Linked DNA regions of Sus scrofa: region 2 is linked to region 1. The links are chromatin contacts, called in public promoter capture Hi-C maps. All regions are on one chromosome and are shown on one strand. Each heading gives the region's core, a stretch centred on a gene start, on an enhancer-like site or on the middle of the called end of the contact. The rest is flanking DNA. Distances are from core to core; before and after follow the strand shown.

What was found. Promoter capture Hi-C pulls out the DNA fragments that hold promoters and counts their contacts.
Region 2: a promoter capture Hi-C map of fetal skeletal muscle shows a contact between it and region 1, with 2.6 times the contacts expected there. The contact joins the promoter of KLHL30 here to the promoter of UBE2F in region 1. A contact is called at or near these places in 2 of 5 promoter capture datasets (fetal liver and fetal skeletal muscle) and 2 of 2 datasets of contacts at active chromatin or transcription factors (alveolar macrophages and skeletal muscle).

Annotation. Positions count from the first base shown.
Region 1 is chr15:137,565,881-137,568,547 of Sscrofa11.1, forward strand. UBE2F (NEDD8-conjugating enzyme UBE2F) reads left to right here and starts at 1,370. Exons shown (of 9, transcript XR_002339040.1): 1 at 1,370-1,519.
Region 2 is chr15:137,707,977-137,710,643 of Sscrofa11.1, forward strand. It overlaps KLHL30 (kelch-like protein 30), which reads left to right and starts at 1,339. Exons shown (of 7, transcript XM_021075351.1): 1 at 1,339-1,444.

The DNA of each region.
Region 1 (2,667 bases), core at 120-2,619:
TCATTTGCCCACAGCAGTGAGAGGTGGGCCACTGTGGGCTCAGAACGGTGTGTAGACAATTCTCCTTAGTAAGACAAGCGCTCAAGCCAACCCACGTGTGCCTTCACTCGCTGCCCTGCTTCAAGGTCTTATCTTCTCTCGCCAGGACTCTGGCTACAAACACGCAGCCCTTATCCAGCAATGTGTTTTGACCCGGTTATGTACCAGGTTTGGGGAGGAGGTTAGAAGGGTGGGAAACACAGATGAGGAGGCCTGAGGAGCTGAGCATAGGGAAACGGGCATCAACAGTCTTGAGCACCAGGGAGAGGAGAGCACGGAGGTCCAGCAAAGTCACAGAGGGGCACCTGCACCTTACCACTCGGAGCAGGTGGATCCAAGCATGGGAAAATTTAGGAGGTAGCCCAGTGAAGATGGACGAAGCTGTTCCCAGACAGAAGGAATCCCATGAATTTTGTTCTTAACTGGTCTTCCTGACTCTTGTCTGGCTCCCCTCCCACCAGCTCCCTCAGAGCCAGAAGGCTCTTTTGGAAAAGAAACTTGAAATTGCCACTCCACTGTTTAAAACCTCTCAGTGGGACTTCTGGAAATAAAATTCTAACTCCTTGCCTCTTTCTTCCCCGTCCACGAGGTGAACCTCTTCTCTCAGATGGCTCACTCCTCCAGGAGGCTGGCGACCCCCGCCAGAGCACCTATTAACCAGACACACCTGAACTTGAGAATAATTAGTACTCAGCAAACCAGAAATTAGAACAACTTGAAATGGATTTTTTTAAAGTAAGTACGTCACGGAAGTGTAAGAGATAATAGAAGGAATAAACCCTAAGACAACAGGAAAGAGCCCACCCACTCCACTGCAGGCTCCCCGAGGCTTCCCGGGGTTGGGGGTTGGTGGCTGCAGGTCTAATCGCCCCGCCCCCCTCACTCCTGACACCGCGGACTGTGGGGCGGCCTGGTCCTCTGCACCCTGAGCCCTGGGATGGGCACATAGCGGGCACCCCATCCACCGGGGCAGTCAGTTCGGACCTGGCAGCCCCAGCAGGCCACGCTGCGCGGGGAACCTCTGAGCCGCAGGCCCAGGCCTACCAAACGACCAAATGAATGAAAGCAGGAACGCAGCGCAAAGGAACCCGCGCCGCTGCGGAAAGGACTTGGAGATCCCGCCCCCGGACGCCATTGGCCAATCATCGGAGGCCTTCAGGCTCGTGCCCGCCCCCCAGCCGCGCTCCTTGCCAATGAGAGGGGCCGGATCTGCCGGCTGCCTACCCCGGCCCCGGCCCGCTGGCTCTGCTGTTCGCGTGTCAGTCTCTAAATAAAGTTCTTCGCGGCTTTGAATTTTTTTTTTAAAGCGCCAGCTGCTGTTGCGGCCGCCGCGGGCGAGAGCGGCAGAGTCCCCGCCCCGCTACTTCCGGTCCCGCCGCCCGGAGCCGGTGCTGCTGTGAGGGGCTGCGCTTCGCCGCCGCCGGCCGGCCGGGCATGGTGTTGGGCGCCGGTCCCGCCTCGCCTGTCTCCGGGTGCCCAGGTGAGGAGCGCGCGGCCCTGCGGCGAGCGAGGGGCGGCCGCCGGCCAGAGGACGGCTCGGTTCCCGCGGCGCCGGTGCACCCGGCGGGCGGGCGGCGCCGGGGCCGCCTCAGGCCGCGCCGCTCCTCACGACCGGGCGCCGGGGCCCGAGGGCCGGTGGGCGGGCGCTGCGGGGCGCGGGCCGGGGCGCGGGCCGCGGCGGGGCTGGAGGGCCGGCCCTCCCGGAGCCCCGACCTGTGCCGGGCACACACGGCCTCGCTTGTGGCCGCCGTCGCGGGGGAGCTGCGGCCGCATTGTCGGGGAGGAAGCGCAGCGCCCAGCGGGCCCAAGGTCACCGGCCCGACGTGGCCGGAGGCAGCGGGAGTCGGGCGCGGGCGGGCGGCCTCCCGGCCTCCCGGGGAATCGGGCTAGGCCAGGGGGCGGTGCGGGTGCGGAGGAGCCGGGCTCCCGCCCCGCCAACTTGCGGGCGGCCTCCGGACAACCCGGGGCAGCACGGCTAGGGTGGAGGATCTTGCCGGGGCCCAGAATGGGGGAGGACATCCTGGACCAATCCCTACGGCCCAGTCCCGGATTCTAGACCTGGTTCCGCTGGTGTGTAATCTTGGGTGTGGCCCTCGGCTCCCTGGGTCGCGGTTGCCTCTTCCTTCTGTCCCCGGAGCGGATCGGGCCCGCCCCTCTCTGCCTCCGTCCAGCGCCGGAGTGGGGTCGGGAGGGACTGGAGTGGCCAGAGAAGGCTTCGTGGAGGAGATGGAGGAGCCTGTTATCCTAAAGAAGCAGCATTAGGGGCGGCGAAGGGAGGGAGGGCCTTCCAGACCTGGATATCAGATTGAGCAGAAGCTTCCAGAAATGAGCCGGGGTTGGCGAGGAACACGGAGGAGGCCCACCTCCCTCGTGCAGAGGCCCCTGGCTGGGCAAGGGGGTGAAGGCAGGGGACCGGAATGGTGGGAGCCGTGTTCAGAGAGAGAGACCACGGCCACCTAGGTGGTCTGGACTTGAGGACCTCCACCCCCGACACAGCTGCCACTCAGGAGGCGGCAGGTTTACCGCTAAAATTAAAGGGCTGGGCTCCAAAGGTCACTGGGCAGCCAGCCACCTTGCCCTGGCGTTTTAAAGAGGGAGGGTGGGGTGTGGACTTTTGTGTGTCCCGAT
Region 2 (2,667 bases), core at 89-2,588, 140 kb after region 1:
AGAACCTTGGGCTGGCTGGGCTGGGCTGGGCTGGGCTATGGCTGGACTGGCCTGGGTTGGGCTGGGCTGCTGGGGCTATGACCGGGCTGGTCTGGGCTGAGCTGGGCTGGGCTACGACAGGGCTGGGCTGGGGAAGAAAGTATGTGATCCGTGAGCAGAGTATAGAAGCGCCTTGGGAACAGGTAACCAGCTGGGCTGTAATGGTTCTGTAACGCCCGTGCCTTCCCGTCAGCTCACAACCGCACCCGGCCGGGAGCAGGACCAGAAGCAGGAGGGGCAGGAGCCATCTGTCCTGGAGCAGAGCTGTCATGACACCCTGACACCCTGGGCAATTACCTAACCTTGCCAGGAATGAGGGCTGTCCGCTGGGCCCCCGGGCCTCCCTGCACCCCAAGAGCATCCAGCCAGGCCCTAGTGGGCGTCGGGGGGCCTCTGTCAGCCTTGGCCCGCCTGGCCCCTCCGTGTCCCAGCACCTGGCAAATGCTTATTCCTAAGGCCCCAGTGGACACAGGAAGAAGCGGCTGACAGGTGGACCCCTCACCCAGGCCCCACCCAGCTGCGGCTTCTCTCCTGCATCCCGCCAGCCCCGGGCTGGGAAGCTGCACTCTGACCACTGACAGGAGAGATGCCCTTTCAGCCCCAGGCGCAACCCCAGACTCGGTCAGAAGCCCTGAGGAGACCCACGTGGGGGGATTCCCCTGGGACTGAACCCAGCCTCCGGGGAGGCCGTGAGCTGCCGCTGCCGCATTTCTCAGCGTCTTTGGCATGCATGCACGATGAAACAACAGGCAGGCCCAAGGCCAAGGGCAGAGGGACAGAGCCTTGGGATTTCATGTCCCTGTCACCAGCTTTTACCACTGAGACTCCCTGCCACCAGACAGCCCAGGTTTTGAAAGTCTTTGCGGAGCAACCTGCATTTCTTCATGACAATCTCTTCTTCCCACTTGGCAGAGACTAAGAAGCCACGTGGGCATCTGTCAGTAACCACAGGGAAGCTGGTATCTGTGCCCTCACGATGTCCAAGCCCTAAACCGGGACCTCCGTGGGGCCCCTGCATCCCCAGCTCAGAGACAGAGGTTTGGGGAGCGGCACCCCAGCCCCTGGCCCAACACCACTGGGAGGGGAGCCCAGACTTGCCCAGGCCCAGGAATGCCTGCTGCCACCTGTCTTGGCCCAGGGGTCACAGGAGGCTCCTGTGTGGGCTTTCAGAGAGGACAGCCAGGGAGGAGCTGTCACCCTCTCCCTCCCCCACTGGCCATCCTCCCCCCCACCCCATGCCGACAGAGGCTAAAAATACCCCTGCGTCCCCACGTGGCTGCCCAGCCCAGCCCAGCCCTGTCTGCCCAGTCACATCCCAGCAGGCCTTCCGCGCTGCCTTGTCGGCTGGGCAGTCCTGTTCTCTAGCCTGAGTCCTGAGAGGAGGTCCAGGTGCCGAGAGAGAGAGGTAGGGTCAGGGGCGGACGGAAGCGGGAGGAGAGGACTGGGTGGGGCCAAGCAGGGAGGGTGGGTTACAGCGGGAGCCCTGGGGCTTGGCGGTCTCAGAGCTGCGTGCCTTGGGCAAGCCAGGCCCCTCAGGGTGGGGTGGGGGTGCATAGGGGCGCTTCCTTCCACGCCATGGTTGGAGAAGAGGACAGGGTGGCGATGGGGGGAAGCTGGACCACACCTCTGACTGCGGCCAGGGCCGCAGCCTCCGGGCCGGGGCCAGAGCTGGTTCAGGCCCTTTGCTGTCCTGCCCCCGCTGCTCTCCCACTCCTGGCCTGGGCGGGCACCCGGTGGAGGCTCCGAGAGCCTCCAGAATCCCCTCACTCAGGCCAAGACTGCGGGGCTGCAGGTGTCAGCGGACAACCTGAGGCCTCACGGGAGGATGGCCAGCGCGCCCGGCCCGCCAGCCCCTCGCTGCAGCTGCCGGCCAGGAGGAACACAGCAATGACGGGAATGCGAGGCCTCTGGGGTGGCGGCCGCCTGACTAATCTCCTGCGCTCCCCGGGGAGGGCCTCGCTGGGAGGGGGTCTGGCAGGATGGACGCTGGCCGGGGCCCGGGCAGAGCTGGGTTCCTCGGGTACCTCTCTGCTCAGACTCCCACCACCCACACGCCTGCCCTGGGGCGACTGCAGAGCACAGTTCTCTTTATGGGGCTTTGTCACTTTGGGGCCCTGACTTCCCAGGCTTTCTGCGCTGGCCTTCCCTTCGGTGGCTCCGAAGGCGCCCCCTGGCGGACACCGCTTCTGGGGTGCAGCTTCTTTCCGCGCTGGTCCTTCAGGGGAGAGCATGTGTGCGGAACTTCTCCAGGGCAGTTTTTTTACAGCAAAAATAGCAGAAGATCATAAAGAAATAGGCACGTAAAGAAATGAGCCCAGAACTGGATTTGCTGAATCAGGCGTCTGAACTGCGATTGCCTCCCAGAAAATTTCCTTTCCCTGCTGGTCCTTACCAAGCTCCCCAGCAACCTGTAGCCTGGGGGTTCAGGACCTGGGCCCCCAAGCCTGACTCTTCCACGTCCAAGCCGTGGGGTCTGGGACAGGCGACATGAGGCTTTTTTGCTGTTCCACAGAACCACGCCACTGAGGATCCACGGGGCAGAAACTATTCAAACACCGATGCCCTCCCCAGTGCCATGGGACCTGGGAGCAGAGGAAGCCACTTGGGGGGGGGGCATGCAGGAATCCC